Linked DNA regions of Macaca mulatta: region 2 is linked to region 1. A link is a contact called in public Hi-C data. All regions are on one chromosome and are shown on one strand. Each heading gives the region's core, a stretch centred on a gene start, on an enhancer-like site or on the middle of the called end of the contact. The rest is flanking DNA. Distances are from core to core; before and after follow the strand shown.

What was found. A called contact is a pair of places that touch in the nucleus more often than the background predicts.
Region 2: a contact with region 1 is called in a Hi-C map of fetal cortical plate, with 2.0 times the contacts expected there. The contact joins the promoter of ZSCAN32 here to the promoter of ZNF75A in region 1. A contact is called at or near these places in 3 of 14 Hi-C or Micro-C datasets (blood, cortical neurons and fetal cortical plate).

What each region holds. Positions count from the first base shown.
Region 1 is chr20:4,536,937-4,541,376 of T2T-MMU8v2.0, reverse strand. It overlaps ZNF75A (zinc finger protein 75a), which reads right to left and starts at 2,673. Exons shown (of 8, transcript XM_077985481.1): 1 at 2,503-2,673. It also overlaps a transcript of TIGD7 not described here.
Region 2 is chr20:4,620,013-4,624,452 of T2T-MMU8v2.0, reverse strand. It overlaps ZSCAN32 (zinc finger and SCAN domain containing 32), which reads left to right and starts at 2,205. Exons shown (of 7, transcript XM_001093932.5): 1 at 2,205-2,474. All of the region lies in intron 7 of ZNF75A (zinc finger protein 75a), which reads right to left. ZNF174 (zinc finger protein 174) reads right to left here and starts at 2,136. Exons shown (of 3, transcript NM_001266897.1): 1 at 1,015-2,136. The coding sequence starts at 1,416.

The sequences.
Region 1 (4,440 bases), core at 1,424-3,923:
AGCACAAAACAGACAAATGTCAGTGGACAACTGTCTTTTTTATAAAAAGAAAAACAATTTAGGAAAGGTTGGTGGGTAAGAAAATTGGCACCCATTGGCTGAAAGGTATTTTGGGATTTTCCAAGGATTTAACTGGTGTGCCTCCTATCCCATCTTCCCCATAAGAAAAGAATAGGAGAAAATAAGATTAGGAAAACATTCTGAGATTCTCTTAAATTTTAACAGATCATCCCAGTCTGTCTTTAGTAAGGGGAGTACAACTTTTATGACCCTTCACCCTCTTGTGAAGATGGAAGCCTTCACTTTAAAAACATTTTAGGCCAGGTGCAGTGGCTCATGCCTGTATTCCCAGCACTTTTGGAGACCGAGGTGGGAGGATCACTTGAGCCAGGAGTTTCAGACCAGCCTGAGCAACATAGCAAGACCCCGTTTCTACAAAACACAAAATTAAAAAAAAAAAAAAAGCCAGGATGGTAGAGCACACTAGTAGTTCTAGTTCAGGAGGCTGAGGTGGGAGAGTCACGTGAGCCTAGGAATTCAAAGTTGCAATGAGCCATGACCTCATCACTGCACTCTGGCCTGGGAGTTAGAGCAAGACTTTGTCTCTCTAATTTAAAAACTAAAAATAAAGGCACCTTAAAAAACAACATTTAAGATTTTCCATTGTAGGAATACTGGCAAAAGAGCTGAGACAGTGAGATCAAAATACAGTAGTACCCCCTTATCCAAGGGGTGTAAGTTCCAGTACATTCTGTGAATACCTAAAACCCCCAACAGCATCTAACTGCATTTTACTATTTTCTCTATGTATACATGGCTATGATAGTTTAATTTATAAATGAGATACAATAAGAGATTAACAATAAAACACTGTAATAAGTTACTTAAAACTGGCGGAGCGCGGTGGCTCATGCCTGTAATCCCAGCACTTTCGGAGGCCCAACGTGGGTGGATCACCTGAGATCAGGACTTCAAGACCAGCCCGGCCAATATGGTGAAACCTTCTTCACTGAAAATACAAACATTAGCCAGGTGTGGTGGTGCGTGCCTGTAGTCTCAGATACCCAGGAGGCTGAGGCAGGAGAACTGTTTGAATCCGGGAGGCAGAGGTTGCAGTCAGCTGAGACCGCACCAGGGCACTCCAGCCCGGGCAGCAAAGCGAGACTCCATCTCAAAAAAAAAAAAAAAAGGGTTAAAACTTATGAACTATTTATTTCTAGAGTTTTCCATTTAATATTTTTTGTACCGCAGTTGACAGCGGGTAAGTGAAACCCAGATAAAGTGGGGGGAGGGGTTACTACAGAAGGAAAGTAAAAAAGTAAACTATTTTCAGACCATGTCTCCCAAGTAAGCAAAAATATGCCCATCATTCTTCTTTGCAAGACACATAAAGCCTGCCATGCAGATGATTTATATTAATTTTTTTTTTTTTTTTTTTGAGATGAAGTCTCTTCCTGTCACCCAGGCTGGAGTGTAGTGGCGTGATCTCAGCTCACTGCAACTTCCACCTCCCGGGTTCAAGTCATTCTCCTGCCTCAGCCTCCCGAGTAGTTGGGATTACAGGAACACACCACCATGCCCGGGTAATTTTTGTATTTTTATTAGAGACAGGGTTTCACCACCTTGGCCAGGTTAGTCTCGAACTCCTGACCTCGTGATCCACCCACCTTGGCCTCCTAAATTGCTGGGATTACGGGCGCGAGCCAACGCGCCCGGCCTACACGCATTTTTAACTGTGCTTACTTGATCTGGACAAAATCACAACTGGTCTGTTTACAAAATATCACGTAAGAAAGGATATTTTATTTACAAAATATCAAGTCATATTTTCTTTTTGTCGCTGATGTCTACGAAATATCAACTCCAATAGGAGCTGGTGACGATGAAAGTGAAACTTTTGCTGACTTTACATTTCTCGGAAGGTCATTTAGACTTCTAAGTGGGGCTGAGGAGAGCCGTGAGCCTCACTTTTCCTGAAGTAAGCCAGCAGAAACGGCACCGAAATTCTGGCCAGGATGCCACCGGTATTCAAAGAAGTGGCCAGCGCCCCGCTGCCCACCCCGGCTCCGGAAGCACAGAGACACTTCCTGTGTTTTTGCATCAGCAGAAGCCGCTAGCCCTGAGGCTCAACCGACCGCATAACATCAGCCGGACACGGAAATGCCAGCGGAGGCGGTAAAGGGTCTGAGGTAAAGGAGCTGCAGGCACTGCTGCCTGCCAGCACTCGGATTCGCCACAGCTTGTGTCTGCGACAGGCGTGCCGGCGGGCACTAGGCAAGCGGGCAGTGTCCCAGCGAGCTTCAGCCGCGCCTCTGGACTATAGCTGCGAAAAGCAGGGAGAGAATGGTTTCTCGAGCCCGACGGGGGCCCCGCCTCAGGATCCAGCCGCGCGGCCCGGAAGCGCCGCGGCCGCCGCCTACGGAAAATGTCTGCCCCCCTGCGGCCGCCGCCGCTTCAGCGACTTCAGGGTCTAAGCCATAGGGGAAGCTGCTTCTCGGTTACCTCGGCCAGCCTGGCTTCCGTGAAGGCCGCTCCTCGCTTTCTGACGCTCAAACTCAAGCCGCCGCGCGGAAGGTTGCCGATCTGAGGCGCGCAACCGCCGTCCGACAGCGGTGCTGCCCTACCGCTGCCCTGTCCAGGCTCAGAGCCCGAGAGCCGGCCGGAAGTGGAAGTGACGCTTTCCGAGGGCGCGCGGAGGCCCGCCTTCCGGCTAAGGCGTCTGAAACCGGCCTACTTCCTCGCCAGAGAAACTGCTGCCGGCCCCGGAGGTGGGGAAGGGTTAACGCTACCGAGTCTCCAGACCCGCGGAAGCCTAGAGGGCCTTGCACCGGCTCACCGCGTGGCTGTCGCCGTCTGGTGTCCCCAGTGGGGGAGGCGTCGCACTGCCACGTCTGTTCTGTGTGGCTGTCGGGGCCCGGGAGCCTCGCCGGGTAAGGGTCGCCGCCCAGCTGCGCGCGCCGCGTCCTCGGGCTTCCCGCGGCCCGGCCGGCAGCGCTCGAGCTGTTGCTGGGCTCGTCGCAGCCTCCTCGACGTAGAGGCATTTTGTCCGGGTCGGGCCACTGGCTAGCTCAGAAACAACGGCCCCCCGAGGGTTTTGTACCGTTTTCTAGGTCTCGTGACGCATTCCCCACAACTATTTTTTCTTGTGAGGTAGGTTTGAACCTGTGAAATAGGTACTTTTTCTACCTCTCCTTGACAGAGAAACGAAGACCTAATGACTTGCTCAGGGTCACATAGCTCAGCAGTGGCGGCGGCTAATCGGAAATAGCTCTCCTGTTGTGATATCTTCTGCGTTTTCCACTCCAGTATTCTTCCCAGGAAAATGGGAACCTTGTTTTCATCTCGTATCTCATGCAGCGCCTAACATAGTCACCTGGATAAGATAAGCATTCCACACATATTTACTGAATCATAGTTATAAGAATCTAAGTGTTTTGGGTGTTCGGTGATCTCTGAATTAATCAGTTTTTGTAATGTCAGTCTGTACCAGTTGAGGGATTATTTAATAAGTCCAGTATGAGTGGTTTCCGAATTACCAGTTTTTGTAACGTCAGCCTATAGCAGTCAAGGGACTATTAAGTCAGCTATGCGTAGCCAGTGTTACAGAGCTGAGTAAGACGTCTTTGTCCTTGACTGGGCGCGGTGGCTCAAACCTGTAATCCTAGCACTTTGGGAGGCCGAGGCGGGTGGATCACGAGGTCAGGAAATCGAGACCATCCTGGCTAACATGGTGAAACCCCGTCTGTACTAAAAATACAAAAAACTAGCCGGGCGTGGTGGCGGGCGCCTGTAGTCCCAGCTACTCGGAGGCTGAGGCAGGAGAATGGCGTGAACCCGGGAGGCGGAGGTTGCAGTGAGCCGAGATCGCGCCACTGTACCCCAGCCTGGGCGACACAGCGAGACTCCGTCTCAAAAAAAAAAAAGACGTCTTTGTCCTTAAGCAGTCTATTGAAAGGACTGAGGCAATGTCATGAATATCAGTAACACAAAGTAAGAATAGGACATAAACTGAATTCTGTGAGAACTCCGAGAAAATCAGTTGATTTGGGGTTGGGGAAATTATAAAAGACCTTTTGTCCACAGGGATTTTGTCCACAGCAGGGTATGGAGACACATTCCAGGCAGAGGGAAGGGTGGGAGTAAAGGCTTTAAAAGCTGGAAATTATTAGAGTGTGAGATCTTAAGTACGTTTTTACTGAGTTGGGCTGCATTTAGAGGAAGAGTTTTAAAAGTTAGAAAACGAGTTTATGTAGAACTTATACTGCAGTCCTTTGAATGGGAATGAAAAGAGTGCATTTAAGAAAGTAAATCCTGAGGGGCCGGGCGCGGTGGCTCAAGCCTGTAATCCCTGCACTTTGGGAGGCTGAGATGGGCGGATCACAAGGTCAGGAAATCGAGACCATCCTGGCTAACATGGTGAAACCCCGTCTCTACTAAAAA
Region 2 (4,440 bases), core at 956-3,455, 84 kb before region 1:
CAACAAGCTAGTCAGGCACTGTGGGGCTCACTCCTGTAATCCCAGCACTTTGGGAGGTCAAGACAGGTGGACTGCCTGAGCCCAAGAGCCTGGGCAATGTGGAGAAACCCTGTCTCTACAAAAGTACAAAAAGTAGCCATGCATGGTGGCATGTACCTGCAGTCCCAACTACTTGAGAGGCTGAGGTGTGAGGAACACTTGAGCTGGATGTGGAGGCTGCAGCAAGCAGAGATTGCACCACTGCACTCCAGCCTCAGCAACACAGTGAGACCCAGTCTCAAAAAAAAAAAAAAAATCAAAGACAATAAGCTAGGCCAGGTGTGGTGGTTCACACCTGTAATCCCAGCACTTTGACAGGCCAAGGCGGGTGGATCACTTGAGGTCAGGAGTTCGAGACTAGCCTGGCCAACATGGTGAAAACCCTCTCACTAAAAAATACAAAAATTAGCTAGGTATGGTGGCAGGTGCCTGTAATCCCAGCTACTCAGGAGTCAGAGACCTGAGAATCACCTGAACCAGGGGGCAGAGGTTGCAGTGGGCTGAGATGGCACCACTGCACTCCAGCCAGGACAACACAGCAAGACTCCATCTCAAAAAAAAAAAAAAACAATAAGCTAGAACTTCCAATGAAATGAAGTTCCTCAAAGTCCAACTGCTACTAAACAGGGTGACCCTGCCTGCTAAGAATTCTGCTTGTAGGAAAACTAAGATGGTGTGGGAAGAGCTGACAGAAGGGATTCAAGAACCTTACAATTTTTACTTCTGGTGACATAAGGTGCATAAAGGAATGGCAAGAACGTTGGTCCTCTGTTGCCTCACTGGGTATCAGTAGTTAGATTTTCTAAAAACCTGTTAACAACTCGGAATAGGTTCCCAGACAGAGGCTGGAAGCAACTTCTGAAGCCATCCAGTCCACTTCTGAGACTCAGTCCTTAAATAGGGAGAGATCCAGATACCAAACATTACCTAGATGAAAAAGAAATCCCCAGGATGATGGGAGAGGACCCTCCTTACCCACTGCTTTGGTTTCTTGGATGCTCTGTGAAAATCTTCCACGAGGGTCACAATCTCCTTGCTGTTCATTGGACATCGATGCCTGACCCGAGCCTGGATCTCTGGGGGCAGGATGGTCAGGAACTGCTCCATCACCAGAAGCTCCAAAATCTGCTCCTTGGTGTGCAGCTCGGGTTGTAGCCACTGACGGCAGAGCTGTCGGAGCTGGGAGAGTGCCTCTTGGGGTCCAGACACCTCTTGATAACAAAAGCGTCTGAAGCTCTGGCGGCAGAGCTCAGGATCGGGGCAGTTTTTTTGCAGAGTAGGCCCCCGTTTCTCTTCTAGTTTGGCTATTATGTGTCTCTCTTGCTTGGAGGAAGCTTCAGTGTTGGAGCTTAAAGTTATCTCCATTTTAGCTGCCATTTTGGGCGTCAGGAGACAACTCTCTCCTTGTAAACGTGTTAAGCCTTTGGGATCATGACCTTGGAGAAGTCTCTGAATACTAGAAAGACTCCAAAAACGAACGTTCTCTGAGGATGTTAGGGAGAACGGGATGCAGAGACAAGGCCTCACTTGCTAGCCTTTACTAGCCAAACTCAAGACAACGCGGTCCCTGGGAGTGGGAAGAGTTTTGTCTTCCTGTCAGTTTTTTGAAGTCTTGCAAAGGAGAAAAGTCATAATGTCCTACAAGGACTCTGGGGAAAAAATATTTCTTTTATTTCAGTAGCAAGCACACAGGTCTCGGGTTTAATGAGCAATACGCTCTAACTGGCGGGTGGAGCGGAATCCCTAGGAAAAGTTCAAGCTGTCACAGGTAGCTTGCCCCAACTCTCCCGCATGACGGCAGCAACCGACCTGGCGCATGTCACCGGGTGTTAAACGGTAGAGTTGAGCAAGGCCACAGCGCCAGCCGGGGGTGTGAGGTAGCGAACAGCTTCCTGCACGCGAGCGAAGCGGCTGCTCCCTGCCCAGGCGCCGCAGGCCCGGTGGCTCCGGCCTCCAGGGCGGCCCCGCGGCCCAGCCAGCCCCAGGCCTGGCGAAGCTGCCGCAACCCGGTGCGCAGCTGAACTCCACGGCCGGTGCGAGCTCGGACTGGCGACTGCGACACCGCTACCCCGAGCAGCCTGGCGCCCCGCACCCACCTGCAGCCGACTCACCTCTCTGGGAACCCGGGACCGCGGGACTTGGGACCCGGCACCTGCGAGCACGGGCTGGGGGCGGGGTCGATTCCACTCGCCGCGGAGACGCCCACTGGCTGCTGAGGAACTACCGAGAGGGCCCGCCTCCTATCAAGAGCATCCTCTACCGTCTATTGGCTGCTGCCTCTGTCAATATCGTCGCAGTGCATCCCGGGAGCTGCAGTCCAGCAGCTCGACTTGCGGGCCTGCGCAGGGGCGTGCGTAGTGGGCAGAGCGAATGGCGCCCCTGACTTCCGGCCCGGAGGCTGAGGGAGTTTGTGGAGTCCCGAGTACTGGTATCCGGTGAGTCCTCCGCTTCCTTGCGGCCGGCGGGACTAGCGGCTGGGTCCTACAACAGCCGAGGAGTCCCTCCCCGCTGAGACCCTTCTCGGAGGCGTTTGGGTCCGACTCCGATGGGCGTCTCCGTGGGACAGGCGGCCTCCCTCAGGCCGGGCTTCCCCAGACGCGCCGCGGTCACGTGCCCCGCTCCCACCGCGCGGATCACCCCGAGCCTAAGCGCCGGCGCCCCGGGACCCCCTGGCCTTGACCCTGCTTATCTCGTCCCTGTCTCGTCCACTCCCTACTCATCCACAGTGCCTGACTCTGGCACCGAGTGCGTTCTGAGTACTCAATAAGTAGTTACTAAGTGAAAAACCTATCCACTTGGCTCCCCATCCTCATGCTGCATTTTTTTCCCAGGGTTCAGGCCATCGCTAGAGTGAAGTAAAATTTTCAGAGAACAGCATTTTAAAATTTAACGATGAGTGGGATGTAAGGGGTCAAAAAGGGCCCAGAGGGGTGCAGGTTCCGCCTTCTGCATGAAGTTAGAGGAGCATTTATTAAATTATTCTTCAGCCAGGTAAGGTACAGGATGAACATAATGAAGGCAAGGGGTGCAGGTTCTAGTCCTGGCCTTGCTGCCTAGAGCTCTGCTGTGTGATGCTTTAGGCAAGATACTTCATCGCTCTCAGTTTCTTTTTGGCTAAAAAGCAGTACTAACAATAATAATGCCCTTGATTTCTCTATCTCTAGAAGCACCGAAATGTAAAGAGAATTTAAGTGAAGGCAGTTCAACTTCTTTGAGAAAAGGGAACCCAAATCCATTTTTAAAATATAAAAAATTTTCTTTTTTAAAAAACATTTACCATCTTAACCTTAAGTGTACAGCTCAGTAGTCCTGAGTATATTCATATTGTTGTGCATGCTGGATCCATTTTAATACTACGTGGTGAGGGTGTGTCAGCTCCTGTAGAAAATGTAAATTATGATCTGCTTTAATCTGTGTTTTAAGTAGTTAAAAACCAACACAAACTAATGAAAAAAAGACTGCCTTCACTGGTGCAGTGGCTCACACCTGTAATCCCAGCACTTTGGGAGGCCACGGTGGGAGGATCATTTGAGCACAGGAGTTTGAGACCAGCCTGGGCAACATAGTGAAACCCTATCTCTACAAAAAATACAAAAGTTAGCCTCTATTTAAAATTGTTTTTAAGGTCGGGCATGGTGGCTTATGCTTTTAATTCTAACACTTTGGGAGGTTGAGGTGGGAGGATTGCTTGAGTTCAGGAGTTTGAGACCAGCCTGGGCAACAGAGTGACACTCCATCTCTAAAGATTAAAAAAACAAACAAAAAAAAAAAAATTAAAAGTTATTTATTGTTTAATTTTAAATTATATAAAACTATTTTTAAAATTAACTCTCAAAAAAATAAAATATTGCCTTGCATAAACTGGCCTTGGAGATCCAAACATGTTTTCAGGACTCGAGTATATTGTCCTCTTGTGAACAGGCTCCTGTGACGGAAGAGTGGAGTAGAGAGTGGGACACAGTTGCAGACAACTCTGGTCTTACATTTGGCCAATTTAGCAATTCCCAGAAAATTAAGAGCTTTCCCTACTTCTCACGTAAAATTTGAGAAAAGAATTTTAATAGGCCTAGCTGTGTGTCATATGCCCACTTCTGGGGAGGCAGGTATTGTAATTAATATCCCCACCAGAACCAATCAATCATTCTTTCTTTCTTTCTTTCCTTTCTTTCCTTCCTTCCTTTTTCTTTTTTTCTTTTTTTCTTTTTCTCTCTCTCTCTCTCTCTGTCCCCCCCTCCCTCCCTCCCTCCTTCCTTCCTTCCTTTCTTTCTTTATTTTTGAGACAGTCTCGCTCTTGTTGCCCAGGCTGGAGTGCAATGGCGAGATCTCGGCTTACTGCAACCTCTGCCTCCTGGGTTCAAGCACTTCTCCTGCCTCAGCCTCCTGAGTAGCTGGGACTACAGG